Regions from separate parts of the Sus scrofa genome. Here region 2 is linked to region 1. A link is a contact called in public Hi-C data. All regions are on one chromosome and are shown on one strand. The core of a region is the stretch at or near the end of the contact, and the rest is flanking DNA. Distances in the headings are between cores, read along the strand shown.

Region 1 (4,233 bases), core at 809-3,308:
CTTAATTTCCAAAATATACAAACAGCTGGTGCAACTCAATAACAACAACAAAAAACAACAACCCAATGGAAGAATGGACAGAAGACTAAACTAGACATTTGTCCAAAGAAGACATACAGATGGTCAATAGGCACATGAAAAGATGCTCATCATTTCTGATTATTAGAGAAATGCAAATCAAAACTACAATGAGGTCCTACCTTGCACAGGCCAGAATGGCCATCAATAAAAGGAGTTCCCATCGTGGCTTAGCATTAGCAAACCCAACTAGGATCCAGAAAGACGTGGGTCTAATCCCTGGCCACCAAAAGATCTGGCATTGCCATAAGCTGGGCTGTAGGTCACAGATGCAGCTCAGATCCCATATTGCTGTGGCTGTGGTGGAGGCCAGCAGCTACAGCTCTGATTCGACCCAAGCCTGGAACCTTCCATATGCCATGAGTGCAGCCCTAAAAAGACCAAAAAAAAAAAAAAAGTCTACAAATAGCAAAGGTTGGAGGGAGTGTGGAGAAAAGGAAATCCTCCTACACTGTAAATTGGAATGTAAATTGGTGGAGCCACTATGGAAACCAGTACAGAGGTCCCTCAAAAAACTAAAAGCAGAGTTTCTATATGGTCCAACAATCTCACTAATGGACATATACCCAGACAAAAGTATAGCTTAAAAATATACATTCACCCTATGTTCATAGCAGCATTATCTACAAGAGTCAAGACATGGACACAACCTAAATGTCCACTAACAGATGAGTGGATAAAGAAGATTTAGTATATGTACAAAATGGAATATTACCAGCCAAAAAAAAGAATGAAATTATGCCATTTGCATCAATGTAGATGAACCTAGGGACTACTATAGTAAGTGAAGTTAGAGAAAGACAAATACCATATGGTATCACTTATATGTGGAATCTAAAATATGACACAAATAAACATATCTATGAAACAGAGACTTACAGATATAGAGAATAGAATTCTGGTTGCTAAGGTTGGGGGGTGGCTTGAGAGGGAAGGATTGGGAGTGGAAGTTTGGGGTTAGCAGATACAAACTATTATATATAGGATGGATAAACAACAAGGTCCTACTGTATAGCACAGGGAACTATATTCCGTATCCTGTGATAAACCATAAAGGAAATCATATAGAAGCACTGGACTTGGAGTTAGAAGATATGGATTCTACTCTACCAACACCTATGAGCTATGAGTCCTGGGCTAATAAATCTCTTTGAGCTATAGTTCACGAGTTTATTAACTTGGGACCCCAGTTACTTAACAAGGTAGTTGGGAAGTTCAAATGAAATGTGTGTGTTAACTCACTATGTAGTATTAAAAGTACTATATAAGTGCAACCTAATTTAAAAAAACAATATCTTCCTTTACTGCCCATAATTTTTCCCCATATATTCCATATAGTAGGTTTGCAGCTTGGGTTTTCACCAACATCAACTCTGAAGCAGGATTCAAAACCTGTTTATTCCCTCTACAACAATTCCAAGCCAGTGAGAAGTAATATCGACCTTACTTAATATTTTGAGGGGAAACTAAGGGTTTTATTTCACACTTGCCATAGCATAGCAAGGCGTCAACTTCCTGTCCAGAGGCCTCCTCTCCCTAGGCTTTCTTACTAGACCAGCATGGGCTTCAGGTTCTGTGTTCATTTCTGGCATCTCTCTCCTCCCTGGGAAACTCCCCTTCCCCCCCCCCCAGTCTCTCAGTCTCTTCTATTTCCTTCTTTAGGTGGAGCAGTTTACTACTTCCAAGCATTATTTCCTAAAAAACACACCAAAATGCTCATCTTTGAAGGCAGCAGAGAATAACAAATCATTATTTTCTTGCATACGTAAATCCTCTGGCCTATTTCCCAGCTTTCAAGTCTGTTCTGGCGATCTCTCCTGCCAAAACCAAGAGACCCAGTCTGCACAAGGAGCGCCAATAAACCAGCGGCCAGAAGGGCGCTTACCACCTCAGTCCCCTCGGCCGCTAAGTCCCACCCAATCGGTCTATTTCCCTCCCCCGCCAGACCCGTGGACCGGAAGCTGCTGCGCTAAAGAGGCACCGCCCCGGAAGTCGGTGGGGCTTTCTCGGGAAGGACTGTGACTCCTTTATCTCCGCCCGGCTGGGTAGCGAGCCCAGGGGGTGAAGGGTCAGGCCTCTGGTTTTTAGATCATGGCGCTAACCTTACGACTCTGGCGCTCGCTCCCTTTGGGACGGAGCTCCGCGCGGGCACTTCGGCTCCCGACGGGTGCTGCTGGCAGCCGTGGGCGGTGCGTTCCTTGGCCACTCCGCGGCTCTGAGGTACCCTCGCAGTCCTGGCTCTCACTTCCCTCCCCTACCGGCTGGACTCCGGCAGCCCCTTCCTTCTTCAGGCTTGGTGGCCTGGCCTCACCTTAGGAACTGAAGGAACTTGGGCCAGATGTGCCAGGAACGCCCCCGGTGAAAGCGACGGACTAGTCCTCTCCCTTTCGCAAGGCTCCTTTTCCTCTCTGAAAACTGGGGTCGGAGGAGGAGGAGCTCTCTCATCTACCCGGAGACTCTGCTCTTTATCTTTTCTGTGCAAATACGGAGAGAGCAGTAGGAGGGAAGGTCTTTGACCCCTGTGAGATAATTTTCGTTTTTGATGATTGCCGTATACAGTATACAGTAACAGCACTCTGAAAAGTTTGTGGTGTTTTGGTTTTTGAAAATTTCTAGGATTCAGAAAGATTTTATATTATTTCCTTTTAAAAATTATGTTTGAGTTTATTTTATTTGCATAATGTTAAGGAAGTATGTTGGGGTGTTGGATTGTCATCCTAGTTTTGGCATTTCTCTTTTTTTACTTCCGGTACCTGTGTTATATGGAAATTCCTGGGTTAGGAGTAGGGGTTGAATTGAAGGTGCAGCCTCCAGTTTATGCCACAGCCACAGCAATGCTGGATCTGAGTTGCATCTGTAACCTACACTGCACTGTGGCAAAGCCAGATCCTTATCTTGCTGAGCAAGGCCAGGGATAGAACCTGAATCCTCAGGGATACTGTGTTGGGTTATTAACCCAATGAGTCACAAGGGGAGCTCCTGGCATGTCTGTTAGACTATTCCTAGGCCTTGGTTTGTTTAATCTCTGAAAGGGGGTTGAAAGGTGAGATGGAGCATCCGTGCATGTGATATAATTTAGGTAATAATAGCCAATACTCCATTTTCACTTCTGCATATTCTCTTTCTTCCAAGGGAGTCAGTAAGTTCAGCCTGTTACAATTAAGGGTAGTGAATATTAGAAAGCAAGGCTCATTGGGGCCCATTTTTTTCAGTTTATTAAACATTTTTTATTAAAATATAGTTGATTTACAATGTTCTATTTCTGATGTACAGCAGAGTGACCCAGTGATTTATATATATATCAATATATATATATACACATTCTTTTTCTTATATTATTTTCCATCATGTTCTGTCATAAGTGATTGGATATAGTTCTCTGTGCTATATAGCAGGACATCATTGCTTATCTAGTCTAAATGTAATAGTTTACATCTACTAATCCCAAACTACCACTCCATCCCACTCCTTCCCCTTTCCCCCTTGAGAGTTACAAGTCTGTTCTCCTTGTCTGTGAGTCTGTTTCTGTTCTGTAGATATGTTCACTTGTGCCATATTTTAAATTGCATATCACATGGTGTTTGTCTTTCTCTTCTGACTTAGTTCATTTAGTTTAAGAATCTTTATTTGCATCCATGTTGCTGTAAATGGCATTTCATTCTTTTTTATGGCTGAGCAGTATTCCATTGTATATATGTTCCGTATCTTTTTAATCCATTCATTTGTCAATGGACATTTAGGTTGTTTCCATGTCTTAGGTATTGTGAATAGTGCTGCTTTGAGCGTAGGGGTGCATATTTTTGAATGAAACTTTTGTCTGGATATATGCCTAGTTGTGGGATCACTGGATCATATGGTAGTTCTATAATTAGTTTTCTGAGGAATCTTTCATACTGTCTTCCATAGTGGTTTTATCAAGTTTCATTCCCACCAACAGTGTAGGAGGGTTCCCTTTTCTCCACACCTTCTCCAGTACTTGTTATTTGTGGATTTATTAATGATGGCCATTCTGACCAGTGTGAAGTGGTACCTCATTGTAGTTTCTTTTTTCGTTTTAGGGCTGCATGTAAAGCATGTGGAAGTTCCTGGGCTAAGGATCGAATTGGAACTGCCAGCCTACACCACAGCCACAGCAACACCAGATCCAAGCTGCAT
Region 2 (4,233 bases), core at 736-3,235, 1.1 Mb after region 1:
TTGCCTGGTTATCAAGGCCCTTCATTAGCTCATCTTACCAGCCTCATTTTCAACAGTATCTTCACACCCAGACTTCTCTATTCATACAGGTCTACCTCCACTCCTACAAGGACAGCAAGTCCATTTCTGGGTTTACAGCTTGCTTATGCCATGCTTTATTTCTACAAGGCCTTTTCAGATTTTTTCCCCTAAAACCAACACTCTGTATTCTCCATTAGCTCAGGTTGGAAAACCTTCAGAAAAGGACTAATTTTATTAGCTCAACCAGGACCATTTAATGGGAGAAGAGTGGTTCCCCAGAAAGGAATGCTGAGCAGATAATGAATGTTCTCTGAATGGCCATCTACATGGGAAAGGGAGGCCCAGAGAAATGAAGTAACATTTCCACAACACACTGTTGGTTGTTGACAGAAGTAAAAAAAAAAATTCATGCCTCCTCACTCATATCTCATATAATGTCACTGCTCTTGCCTGTACAACCATGTTATTTCCTAGTGTGTATTTCTATCTCAACTATTCAAGATTAAAGCTAGGTCCATAAGTTTTCATAGACACTATAATGTCATTCCATTGCAACTATTTGTCTTCTGCATATATATCAACAACTTCACATTCACGGAATCATAATACATGCTTTATTTGCTTCAGTATTTGTGGATAACTCTAGCCTTGTGAAAGAATCTAATGCTTTTCGGTCGCTTTGGTGTTGTTTTGGTCCTGCCCCCATGCATTAGGGGCATTTTATACCAGAACTTTAAGGTGTTTTTAAAAATCAGTCTTTAGGAAAAAATACAAAATTTTAATAAAAATACATTGACAAGTAATTATTCCTCATTCCTTAATGTATTCCCTAACTTTTTGTGATTGATATAAATAAAATGATTTACTGTAAAAGTGGCTCATCGGTCTACAAGCAGGCGACTGACTTGGCGGGAAGAGGACTTAACCGAGGGCTAGACCACATGGATTTTGGTTTGGCTTTGTCAGTTACTAGCTGTGTGGATACCCGAAAATGGCTTAGACGCTGAGCCTTAGTATTCTCACTTGCAAAAGGAGAGTGGTATTCTGGCCTTATTTTGATACTATGAGCAAAACTCAAGCACGTTACAAAAGTGATATAAAAATGTCAGGAGTTCCAGTTGTGGCTCAGGGGGCTAAGAACCTGACATAGTCTCCAGGAGGATGGGGGTTCCATCCCTGGCCTTGATCATTGGGTTAAGGATCCCGCAGTTGCCACAAGCTGCAGAGTAGATCGCAGATGCACCTAAGGCTGGAGCTGTAGCTCTGATTTGACCCCTAGCATGGGAACTTCCATATGCCGCGGGTGCGGCCTTAAAAGACCAAATATATATATATATATACACACATATCTTTTTAAAGCAAGAAAACTTCAGTGAGAAAAGTATTTCAACTTTTTGCTCTTTACAGACTCTCCGTTTGGAGATTGTAGCTCTAGATCCCAATCAAGCCCTGGGCGCCACCCAGAGGTGCGCAGCGCCACCTCCTGGGAGGGTGGGCAGAACCAGCTAGCAGTAAACCGCTGAGGACAGACTACCAGGGTTATGGTCTTATAGTCTCCGTGGGTCGGAAGACTCAGACACCCTGGGTGGTTTCTATTTACCCACTCGGAGAATTCGACGCTTGGTTCCAGCCGAGTAGAGGTCCTCAGCTCAGCACAAGGCAAGTGATGTTAATGGGTCAGGACTTCCCATGGCGGGTGGAACTCGCTCTACCCGCGAGGCTTTGGGACATTCAAGAGAGAATGCTCCGCGGCAGGGTTGGCTCTGTGGGCGGGACTACGTAAGGGGGGTGGGAACCAGCTGGTGGGCGGAACCACGCCTACTGCGGGGTTTCGCTCCAAGCTTACCAGGTGGCGGGGCTTCGCTCCGGGTATGGGCTGAGCTTGGAGAGTTGTACTCCGGTCGGTGGGTGGGGCTAGGTCGGTGGGTGGGGCTTATCTCCGCGTAAGGATGATCTCAGGGCCCCGGATTCCGCTCTGTGGGCGGGGCGTTGCCCGGTGGGCGGAACTACGACCGCTATGAGGACTTTTGACTGGCTCCCTCCCCCGGAACTTCCAGGATGCGGGCGCAGGCAGTTGGCGTCACTTGGAGCTTGAGCAGCCGCACGAGGCTTTCGGAAGTCTGGTGAGAGTTTAATAAAGAAATTTTCCAGCGGGCTGGCAGGAGGTTTCCGGGTGTTAGGACAGGATTGGCTTGGCTGCTGTGATTTGGTCGCTTGGTTCTGCCGCTGGATGGCTCAGGCAGCCCTTCTGGGCCAGGCCTGCAGGCCCAGACCTGAATCCCCGTGCCTGCTGGGCCTTCGGCCCATGGCAGGGTACTAGTTTTTGGTTGTCTGGTTGTTTTCTCTGTTTTTTTTTTTTTTGTCTTAGCGCTTCACCTGCAGCATATGGAAGTTCCCAGGCTAGGCGCTGAAACTGAAGCTGCAACTGCTGGCCTACACCACAGCAATAGGGGATCCGAGCTACACCTGCAACCTACGCCACAGCTCAAGGCAAGACTGGATCCTTAACCCACGGAGCAGGGCCAGGGATTGAACTCGTGTCCTCATGGATAGTAGTCGGGTGGGTTGTGGCTGAGCCACAGGGGGTTTTTCTCATGTCATCATTTTCTAAGTGGTTGTCAGAGAAAATCTCAAATCTCACCAAATAGGCTATCACCTTCTCCAGGAAATTTCCTCCAGTCACCAACTCTACTAGATCTTTCCCTCTTGTGATCCTACTTGTATTCTGCTGGTAACAGCACCTTCCATTATGTTTCTTGTGTTTGTGTATATTTCACATGTAGTATTATCAGTTCTGACCACACTTGGCTAGTAGTATTAAAGAATACTAGGTGAGTGGTTGGATCTTGGATACTTATCGGAAGGATTTTGGATTATTTAATTTGGGGATGATTTATTATGTGTATTTTATGCTTCTTTAATGATCATGTGTTTTCTACTCAGTTCACTTTTTTTTTTTTAATTAGAATGCTGTGGGGGTTCAAAAGCACTATTGGGGTTGCTGTCTCTGTTAAATAGTTTCCTGAGGCTGACCATTGAAGGAGAGTATACATTTCAGTCAATAGAGAGGATGTGAGCAAAAGAAAGAAAGGGAGAACATGCAAAGTGTTTTCAAAGAATAATTAGTGCACTAGGCCAGGTGGATATAGAGAAGGAGCAGGGGATACCTTTGACAGATTTATGCTAGAGCCAGGACAAAGCATATTGCTTCTTGTGGTTTGGAAGAACCATTGGAGGATTTTATTTTATTTTATTTTATTTTTTGGCCTCCCAGAGGCATATGGAGTTCCCAGGCCAGGGATCAGATCCAAGTCGCAGTTGCCACCTAAGCTGCAGCTGCCACAACACCAAATCCTTAACTCTCTATGCTGGATTGGGGATAGAACCTTCATCCCCAGGCTTGGTTCAGATCTGATCTCAAGAAGCCTCAGATCCCATTGTGCAACAGTGGGAACTCCCTTTGGAGGATTTTAATACTGGGATGGTTCATTTCCTACCACTATGCAATATAGACTTAAATGCATATGGCTTAAGCCAGGAGTTAACAATCTTTCTGAAAAGGACCAAAAAGTAAATCTTTCAGGCTCTGCAGTCCACAGTTGTAGCAGGAAAGCTGCCCCTACAATATGTAATCCAATGGACATAGCTGTGTTCTAATAAAACTTCATTTACTAAAGTGGGTACCTGACCTGATTTGGTCCATGGGTATAGTTTGTCCCAAGACATAGTCTAACCAAATAGACCTAGGGACTAAAGCAGTAACCCAGCCCTGAACGAGGCAGTACTAAATCATATTTTTGTATTGCATTTTCATTTGTATATGAGAGGCTGTGTCACATAGTGAGAGCCCTCGATCTAGTCTGCCTAGATTTGAATCTTGGCATTCCTTGATTACTAACAGTGTAACAATGGCCAAATTAATTTTTCTTTGTATCAGTTTTTTTTTTTTAATGTAAAATGAAGGTAAAGCAGTACCTCCTACAAAGTGGTATTGTTAGGAGTAAACTAGTTAAAGCACATAAAATGTTAGGATAGTGCTTGTGTATGTAGTAAAAGCTCAATTAATCTTTTTTTTTTTTTTTTTTTAGCTATTTCTTGGGCCGCTCCCGTGGCATATGGAGCTTCCCAGGCTAGGGGTCGAATCGGAGCTGTAGCTGCAGGCCTACGCCAGAGCCACAGCAATGCAGGATCCAAGCCGCGTCTGCAGCCTAC

What was found. Hi-C and Micro-C count contacts between places; a contact is called where the count stands out from the background.
Region 2: a Hi-C map of skeletal muscle shows a contact between it and region 1, with 3 times the contacts expected there. The contact joins the promoter of LOC100152714 here to the promoter of RMDN1 in region 1. A contact is called at or near these places in 3 of 47 Hi-C or Micro-C datasets (heart right ventricle, liver and skeletal muscle) and 1 of 2 datasets of contacts at active chromatin or transcription factors (alveolar macrophages).

What each region holds. Positions count from the first base shown.
Region 1 is chr4:50,342,828-50,347,060 of Sscrofa11.1, forward strand. RMDN1 (regulator of microtubule dynamics protein 1) reads left to right here and starts at 2,059. Exons shown (of 9, transcript XM_021089160.1): 1 at 2,059-2,298. The coding sequence starts at 2,170. It overlaps CPNE3 (copine-3), which reads right to left and starts at 2,573. Exons shown (of 16, transcript XM_021089156.1): 1 at 2,390-2,573.
Region 2 is chr4:51,466,986-51,471,218 of Sscrofa11.1, forward strand. It overlaps LOC100152714 (carbonic anhydrase 13), which reads right to left and starts at 1,986. Exons shown (of 6, transcript XM_013996643.2): 1 at 1,868-1,986. C4H8orf59 reads left to right here and starts at 2,169. Exons shown (of 4, transcript XM_005662997.3): 1 at 2,169-2,511. The coding sequence starts at 2,407.